Linked DNA regions of Rattus norvegicus: region 1 is linked to region 2. Evidence: chromatin contacts called from public Hi-C data. All regions are on one chromosome and are shown on one strand. The core of a region is the stretch at or near the end of the contact, and the rest is flanking DNA. Distances in the headings are between cores, read along the strand shown.

Region 1 (4,893 bases), core at 112-2,611, 130 kb after region 2:
CTTGTTCAGTTTCAGGGTCTGACCACTCAGATTCCCTACACCAACTTAGGAGTGTCAGTGCCATAGCAGGGACTGTGTCTGTACGCCCCTGGGAGTTGATAAGGAATTCTGTTGAAAATCCACCCAGGGAGCCTGGAGTGTGGCTAAGGCTGCTTGGAAGAGCTGCCATAGCTCAGAGACTTGTAGGACCCAGAAGAAATCTTGGAGGGGCCATGTCAGAGGCAGCTGAGCCAGACATCCACTTCCCCTGGGCCAGGGCAAGCCTCCTCCAGGCCAGCAATTCTTAGCTGTGACTGCACAGAAGGCTCGCCTGTAGATGAGTTTCCCATGCCCATACTCCAGCCTCTCTTTGCAATATTTGTCTGTGTGTGTGTGTGTGTGTGTGTGTGTGCACATGTATGTGTGTTCTTGGTGTGCACACAAGCTCACATGCATGTGAAGGTCAGAGGTCAACCTCCAGGGTTGTTCCTCAGGACCCATCGCTGTTTTTGAGGGAGAATCTCTCACTGGTCTGGGACTCCACAGTTAGGCTAGGCTGTTTCCTCTGCTGCCCTGGGATTACAAGCACACCACCCCACCTGACTTTTTAGGTATGTGTTGGATCAAACTCAGAGCTTCATGCTTTTGTAGCAACATTTTACTAATTACCTCCCCACCCCCTGATGTTGGTGTATTTTAAAAATGTTCCTCTGGTATATGAACCCAGGAAGAAAATAACTTTCTTTGGGAACAGAGAATGTCCCCAGGGCATTGTCTCAGGGCAAGAACAATGGAGGAATAGGACTCTCAGACATACAACACATGAGTGTTTACCTGTTGAACCTCACGAATCTTGCTGCCCGCTGCACTCCCCTTCCTTGACCCAATCTGAAGAGGTAAACCTGGGCCCAAAGACTGTAACAAAGTTACAAGACCAAGAGATCTCGGGGAAATGAATGGATTTGAGAAAGCAAAGTTGATTTTGTTTTGTTGTTGTGGTTTTGTTTGCTTTTCGTTTTTAATTGAACAGACCAAATTGTTACCTATAGCGTGTTTCTGTTCCCCCAGAGAGTAGCATGCCATGACTATCAGCTGCCAAATATAGCTGAGTCATTCTTCCCAGCTCTCCAAGGCCAGGACACTTTGGTTGCATTCACGGTGGGGGAGGTGAGGTGGATCTGGTTCTTCAGAGAGGAATTCAAGTTACACAAACCCATGTGTGTTCATGCTCTGTCGCTCCGTTTCAGTTACAAAGAAAGAGTGTGTGCCTGCTTGCAAACGGGGCTTCCAGCTCTGGGGCCTCGCTCCCGGCTGCTCATCACCCGTCTCACCCAGAGACAGGCTCGGTGCTGGTGACTCAGAAGCTTCGAGATGGAAGGCAGACTCTAGGGAGCATCGGGAACTGAGTAGTTGGTGGGTGTGAGCTTGGGGCTTCTGTGAATGGCCCAGTGCTGTACAGAAGTTCAGTTTCACACGCTAGAACAAATGGGTCTTTTGTGAATAATAACTGACCTTTGTTTCCTTCTGCCTGGTCCCCCAGCCCCTCCTTCCTTCATACTGGCCTCAGCCAGGATCCTGGGTGCTCCTGCCTGCACTTGGCAATGGGACTGGACATCTCTACTCCATAGCAGGGCTGAGATGGGAGTCGTTGGAGAAAGGCCACTGCACTGTGTCCCTAGAACTTTTAGGGTCTGGTTCTGCTTTTGTCTTTTTATTTTTCTCTTCTTAAATGGTGGTGGGGACAGGGGAGAGAGTCAACCAGAGAAGAGCAGAAGGACACTGGCCCCTGATTGCTACCCGAGGTCCTTCAGACTTCTAGTCCTAAGTTACACATCCCCATCATGGTAACTGGAGATCTGACTTCTTTCAGACCAGAAGGCTGGTACAGGGGACCTGCCTGCTCTCTCAGCTCTGGCTAAGATCCTGACAAAATAGAGTCCTTTCTCTCTCTTCCAATTTCTGCTGAAACAGCAAAGATGGCAGACAGCAGCAGCCATCCTGAAACAAGCGCATCAGCCCTACCTCATTTGCTGGGTTCTAGTAATCTCTTACAATAGCCAGCAGCTAACCCATCTGGCAGACACCTGGTCTTGATTTAATTAACTGGAGAATCGAAGGAACACGGGGTAGGTAAAAATCTGTAATTAGCAATAATCTCTTAAGATTTTCTTTGTTGAGCCACTCCCTCCCCCTCCCCTTTCAGGCAGTGGAAAAGGCTGAGAGGGAGCCAAAGGCAAACACAGTTGAATTCCTGCTTGAGTAATTGTTCCGGAAAGCCTCCAGAAAAAAAAAAAAATTGCTGGCTGTTTAACTCAGCAATTTGAATTTGCATTTAGGAGCATCATCAAGCTGCGAGTGCTTTGATCTCTTGAATGCTTTTGTACACAGGAAAACCACGGGCACCCTGCTCCTATGCTATGCTGTCACAGGGCTTAGAAGCTCTTGGCATTTGGCCAGGAGTAAGAGGTTTGAGAGGAGCTGGCTTTGCTGGGGAAGGAAGCAGCCAGATGCCTGGGAGTGAGCGTCTTAAGAGGAGCCAGCCGGCCAGGACACACCCCTTCATTTTCTAGTCCATAAGATAAGGAGGTGGGGGGGGGGCTGGAGAGATGGCTCAGAGGTTAAGAGCACTGACTGCCCTTGCCCCTTTCCAGAGGGACCTTTCCAGAGGTCCTGAGTTCGAATCCCAGCAACCACATGGTGGCTCGCAACCATCTGTAATGAGATCTGATGCCCTCTTCTGGTGTGTCTGAAGACAGCTACAATGTACGCATATATAATAAATAAATCTTTAAGGAGGTGGGGCCGAATGAGTCCTCAATTTCCAGGTCCGGCCTTCCCAACCGCAGGGGCCTTGCGATTTTTATTTATTTTTTCCTTCTAGGAAGTGAGATCCCTTCCTACACCACAAAGCTGAAGGTGAGGTACATTGTAAGGCAAGGGGGAAGGTAACCAGATGCTTGCTCTGCAGGCTCATCAGAACGTTTAAGGAAAAGATGGACTGGATTAAGAGGCTCCTTTGAACAGTGGTACACCTCAGGTTTTAAGGACCTGTAGCCTCAGAGGAGAGCAACTTTAACTTGCCTCTGGGGGGTTGTGGGGCACCTGTGACCTCAGCCTTAATGAGCATCGTATGGTCAATAGCATTCAAAACCACAGGGGCCTTCTGCAGGCACCCACATCAAACCATTGCCACATGCCTGCGTGCTCTTCTTCAGGGAAGGACAGGACCAGGGCAGCACAGGCAGCAAACTGCCCATGTCCTCATTCACATACGTGTCCCACAGATGTTAATACCTACTACGGAGAGACTTTCTCTGGGAAGACATAAAGAACCATCTAGCATATCTTTTAACCTCAGATAGAAAGGGTCCCAACAAACCAAAGATTTCACCGAAGACCAGCTTGGTGAGCTGAGGGATTTGTTGGGGTTATTTACAGGATCATGAGGGACTCGAGGGTAGCCACATCACTCAACCGTCCCACCCAGAGCATGAAAAACCTAGAAGCGAACATCACCCAAGACCTACTGTTTACCGGGAGAGGCAGGGCCTGGTGAGGATCCCAGGACGGAATGATAATAGGCCAGATGTCACGAGGGCCTCCTGTGGATAATTACAGGTGCCCTGATTCAAGGCAGAGATGGCCATGTTCACCGTGGAGAAGAAGATACCTAAGATAGCTCGGCCTCAGGGTGATAAAAGGCACAACACAGAGGCCTGGTAGCTCTGAGAGTTCATTTTTGCTGCTGTGGCAAAAAAAAATTTTGTGTGGATCTGCAACAAAGTCATTCTCAGAGAGACGTACCTTCTAGCGGTTAACGAGCCCTGATAACCATCAGGTCTCCATGGAGTTGCTATTTCGGTCTGTCCTTAGGGTTTGCTCTCCTCCTTCAAGGTCAGTTCAGTGCCGCCTCCTCTGGGAAGCCTTTTCGCAGAGTACTTACTCCTATTCAGATGAAATCATACCATGTATTACTTTGTGAGATTTCTCCTTTTCACACGTAGTTCCGCGTGGACATGGACTAGACAAGACCTTGTTGGCTTCAGTATGCCTGCTGATATCACTCCCAGACACGTAGGTGGAGGGGTCCTGTACCTCTGGGTCTTTTCCAGGCTCTGGAGTTTCAAATTTTGTGGATTCTCTCTCCCTAGTTCTGAGTTCTCCTAACATTTCTGAGTCTTTTCTCTGGATGTGCTTCCTAGGTCACTCCGCTCTGGAATAGTTAACACCCTCCCTGGTTCTGGCTATTCTAGGGGCTTCGCTGCAGTTAAGACCACACTGTTACTTTCATAACTCTATCCCATTGGCTCACATTAAACGTGGATGGAGTCTGTCGTCACTCTTGCTATAACTAACGTCACTGGTCCCCTATACTGGTGATTATTGTTTTATTTATTTAACTCAAACTTGGGGCCTTGTATTTCTCTGCAGGTGAGAGAGTGTTCCTCCTTTGAAACTGTGAAGGAGATCTGAGTCTTCAGTGAGACACAGGATCTTGAGTGTGAGTTCAAATACATGTCACGCTCTGTGGCTTGACCTGTGTTCTTAGCCCTGTGCCCAGAGAAGACGATGACTTCCAGCACCGGCAGCTCTGGGGGGTGGCTCATTGTGGAATCACAGGCTGAGTTTATTTTTATAACAAGTATTTATTGCAGAAGAGCCTAGTGGAATCTCCTGGGTTTCACAACTCTTCCGGCTCCATTACAGGCACAAAGCAAAGCCCACGTGGCTCCTCCTCTCCCCAGTCCCCCATAGAGAGGCCTGCTGGGAGCCATAGCACCAGGCTAAAGCTCAGGGCTCAGGGCACAGCGGGATCCTTTTGGGGAAAGTCATCCAGGGAAGAGTCATCTCATCCCCAAATAAATGGGAAAAGAAGACAGGACTTTCAATCTGGAGAGTGCAGGGAACCAGGCA
Region 2 (4,704 bases), core at 64-2,563:
GTCAACATATAGTTTACTATTCCAACACTCTGGGAAAGCAGTCTTTAAAAATGCTAACGATAAAGTTAAGCCTCTCACGTGATGATACTAGTCAACCTACATTCTTTTTCACTTCCAACATTATTGAAGTATTTTTTATTATTCAAGTATAACTCAGATGCCCTTTCAAAGTGTCTTTATTATACATGCCCATAAGACATTTTTAATACAATATTTTCTTCACTTTCCCGCTAGAGGGCCACCAAGAATCCTAAATGGCATTCTGTGCCTACCACAGAATGGATAAAAGTGATGAGGTTTTGAAGAGGGATTCAGCACTCACAGAGAATAATGGACTAACTGTGGAATTCCTCTTCTAAACCGCTTAGAATGATCCATCTGACGAGGACAGCCTTGTAGAGACACTTTATACAACCCACAACATATAATCAGCTTAAATTTTAAGAAGGAACTATTTCTACTGATTAACTTTTTACATTGAAAAACAATACTTTCAATAATTAACAACCCCCCTACAAACATCCCATTGTACACAACACTTGAAGAAAAGCCTAAAACCCAGAGAAACATAAATGTAGCCTGAGTGCTCCAAGCCAACAAAGGGACTTTCTGCTGGCTCACAATTAAACGCCCAACCAAAACAAACACATTAATAAAACGCTTCCTTATTAGCCATTTCTACTACCAATTTAAGATATACTCATATCATAAACTGGAAAGCTTCACAGTTCTTCAAAAACTAAAGAAAAATTATTTAAAATTATTTCTGGGGTAAGCAAGATTGCTCAGAACCTGGTGACCTGAGACCCTAAAACTCACAAAATAGGAGAACTGACTCCTGCAAACTGTCCTCTCACCATGACATGTAGATTAACACATATACTAGATCAACATATACAAGTTAAGAAATTAAGTATTTCTTTATATTTATCTCTTTGTATTTATATTATATCCAGAAATATGTTAGAAAGCTCTTCCTGTTTTCAACTGGTTTTAAATCACATAACATTTTTAATTGCAGATTTATGTAAATACATCACTTTAATTTTTTTATGAGTACAAGTGTTTTGAGCTCATGTTTGTATTTGTGCCTCTTTTGTCCCTAGCATGTGTGAAGGTTAGGAGAGGGTCAGATCCTTTGGAACTGGAGTTACAGAGGAGGACATCATGTAGGTACTGGAACCAAACCCAGTTGCTTTCTACAAGAACAAGTGCTCTTAGCTGCTGAGCCGTCTGCCCAACCCCAACACATCACTTCCTTATGCCGTTTAATAATGCTCTATCTCAGTGTTTCTTACCCTTCCTGATGCTGTGACCCTTTAATACAGTTCCTCATGTTTTTCTGACCCCCCCAACCACAGAATTATTTTCGTTGCTACTTCATAACTGTAATTTTGCAGTTATGAGTCATAACGTAAATATCTACATTTTTTCCCAGTGGTCTTAGGGAACCCTTGTGAAAGGGTCATTGTACCCTCGGGGGATTGTGACCTACAGGTTGAGAATGTTGTTCTATGTAAAGATTTTTTTTTTATGGCCAAAGTTTGAACCATGACTAAAGTAACATAACACTGATTTACAGATGGAAAAGGAGCATGCCTTCGTTGTTTTAGATGCAAGCTTTTTTCCCTCTATGTAACAAGATTAACTTGATTCTGAACTTTAAAAAGCCTATAATATTAGTTTAAATACTAAACCAACAGCCACTGAGTGTATCAAAATGTTATCAGAAGATATTCCCAGACCCATATATAAGTAAGAGTTTCCTATGTATTTAATTTTCCACAGGAGGAGAACATAAACATGAAGCGAATAATCCTGTATCAACAGAGAATAATGGCATGTCACACAAAGCTCTCATGAAAACGAGAGCTTGGGGCTAGAGAGTTGGCTCGGCTGTTGAAAATATTTGCTGCTCTGTACGGCCACATTTATTTCCCAGCAAATACACAGGGAGACTCACAAGCACCTGCAACTTCAGCTCCAGGGGACTTAATGCGGTCTTTTGGCCTCTGAAGGCAGCTACACATATGGCATATACATAAATAAAAATAAAAGTTAATCTTTCTTTAATATTAATTTATTTGTTTGTTTGTTTTGTGAGTATGAGTGTTCTCTCAGCATGTATGTCTGTGCACCCCATATGCTTGGTGCCCACAGTCTATTAGATGATGCTGTGTCCCCTGGGACTAGAGTTATAGAGATGCTTGTGAACTGTCATGTGGGTGCTGGGAATTGACCTTGGACCTCTGGAAGAGCAGGTCTCTTAACCACAGAATCATCTCTCCAGCCCACAATATAATAATTAATCTAAATAAAATAAACAGCAGACTTTTCTTATATCTTGTCTGTGCTCAGAACAACTCTAGCGTCAAACACACAAAGTGGCAAAGAATTTCCTGACACAAATTAAAGTCACTTAGTCATCTTACCTGAATTATAATTATTTATCTTTACAAAGTAGTGTGCAAACTCACCTTCTGTTTGTGCAAACATTACGGGCAGTGCACTGCTAGTGTGTGTTACTCTACACTGCCTGATGCTAAGCACTTCAATCAACTCAGACTGAAATTCTAGAACAAGTTCTGGGCCAATGCTGCCAACATGCCTTGAACATATAAACCAAAGCAATCTCTCCAAAAGATTTGTTTTACATGTTACATTCTTCAGTTGTTTCCACCTCCACCTCATAGATCAGATCTGCATGCTATCATTGTGATTAAGATCCCAAAAGATGGCTTTTCGTTAATGTAAAAAAGGCTACTTCAATAAATTACAATCAAATTCCCAGATTGCAGCATGTCTTTGGCAAGGTCCTTAGATTAAGTTTAATCAAGCATGGGAGCCACCACATGCTCCACCCGCTACAGTCCTCCATAGGGGAGGTGCAATAGTAAGAGCTGCTGTGTTCAAATGCATGCTGCAAATTTAGGGCAAGAGCAAAATATTGCAAGAAAATGCACATTTTGTAAGAAATAAGCTCTAAGATTCTTGCATATAATACTCTCTTATTATACTACTAAACAGCTTGTGTGGTTTAAAATAGAGCTTTAATGAAAATACCTTAGTCACTTGTTTTCTTCTCTCTAGATTATTCAAGCAAGAACAACAAAAATCAATTATATGGCATAACTAAGCAGAATAATAAATTTAATGGTGAACAATAAAAAAGTTCAATGAGATAAAACATTTTGAATACACAAACACAAATTCAGGGTCTGCTGGGAGTGTGGCTCAAGGACGGAGCACTTGCTTAGCATGTATGAGGCCCTGGGCCTGATCCCTAGTCCTGAAAAGTCAGTAATTAGGACAAATGTCACTAAACTGATTGTTATACACAAATACCATAGAGAAATAAAATTTCCCCAGATCCATGGATCTCATGGTAGCAAAATAATTGACTGCTAAACTTGTCTGTGACCTTGGCATTCATTCAACTTGCAACATGTACACATACAATGATGAGGAGGTGAGGAGGAAGGGGAGGAAGAAGAGGAAGAGGAAGAGGAGGAGGAAGAGGAAAAGGAGGAAGAGGAGGAGGAGGAAGAGGAGGAGGAGGAGAGGAAGAGGAGGAAGAAGAGGAGGAAGAAGAGGAAAAGGAGGAGGAGGTGGAGAAAAGAGAAAGAACAAAATGACAAGTTCTTGATCCTGACATTAAAAGCACAGGAACATTCAAAAGAGAGGGAGACAGACTATGGGAGTCATTTAAATCTCAACATGACTGCCTAAAAAGACCTGAATACCCACAACACCAGCTGACATCCCAACATGGATGGATGAGGGAAATTTCATAAGGTCTCAGCCCTAGATGAAGAACCACTGGCAATTAATGAGTTGTGATAGAATGAGAACTAGTCTTTTCAAGGGATAAGACCCTAAATGGCTATCCAATAGCAAGTTGTCAGCTCTAAAAACACAGTATGAACAACACTAAATGGGCCCAGCAGTTTTATAAACACAAACACAAACACAAACACAAACACACACACACACACACACACACACACACACACACACACACACACACACACACAAATAAAATAATTAAAAAAGGGACCATGAATTTGTGGAGTGGGATACATGGGTGAAGAGGGAACGTTATATAAATATAGCACATAAATTCTAATTTAATACAAAAATATGTTTGGCTAATAACCATCCTAAAGCACTTCTAATGATTATTACTGACAGAAGGAATTGAGTTAGCCTATCACTTTCTAAAATTATGAAAGAACTAGCTTCCTGGTTTCGGGGCATTTTTGCAGCTGGGAGTATGTATAATCAAATGTGTATGTGTGTGTGCATGTTCTTGTGTGTACAAATATATGTGAAAGTCAGAGGTCAATCTTATGTCAGGACTCAGGTCCTTCTGAGCTTGTTTTTTTTAAAGTTCATAATATTTTATTACGTATTTGAGAATTTCACACATGTATACAATTTACTTTCATGTAACACTCCTAACTCTTATCCCTAGCTCATCCCACATCCACCCTTCACCTCCTTCCTGACTTCATAGTCTTTTTCTTTTCTTTTTTTTTTTTTTTTGGTTCTTTTTTTTCGGAGCTGGGGACCGAACCCAGGGCCTTGCGCTTCCTAGGTAAGCGCTCTACCACTGAGCTAAATCCCCAACCCCGTCTTTTTCTTTTCTTAAAAACAACCCAAGACACCCAGAGGCAGCCTGTCCTCCAGGACTTCCAACAGATC

The links. A called contact is a pair of places that touch in the nucleus more often than the background predicts.
Region 1: a Hi-C map of the A7r5 cell line shows a contact between it and region 2, with 1.7 times the contacts expected there. The contact joins two enhancer-like sites. A contact is called at or near these places in 2 of 12 Hi-C or Micro-C datasets (the A7r5 cell line and Schwann cells).

The regions. Positions count from the first base shown.
Region 1 is chr11:82,677,865-82,682,757 of GRCr8, forward strand. No RefSeq gene overlaps it. Among named protein-coding and RNA genes, the nearest start is that of Dlg1, 73 kb to the left of the region's middle. Within about 2 kb of position 1,362, at least 70 of the 93 cell types and tissues checked have an H3K27ac peak or open chromatin away from gene starts, as enhancers often do. A contact at or near this core is called in the A7r5 cell line, where this site is marked.
Region 2 is chr11:82,550,993-82,555,696 of GRCr8, forward strand. The region is part of intron 4 of Dlg1 (discs large MAGUK scaffold protein 1); the gene reads right to left. Among named protein-coding and RNA genes, the nearest start is that of Dlg1, 54 kb to the right of the region's middle. Within about 2 kb of position 1,314, at least 8 of the 93 cell types and tissues checked have an H3K27ac peak or open chromatin away from gene starts, as enhancers often do. A contact at or near this core is called in the A7r5 cell line, where this site is marked.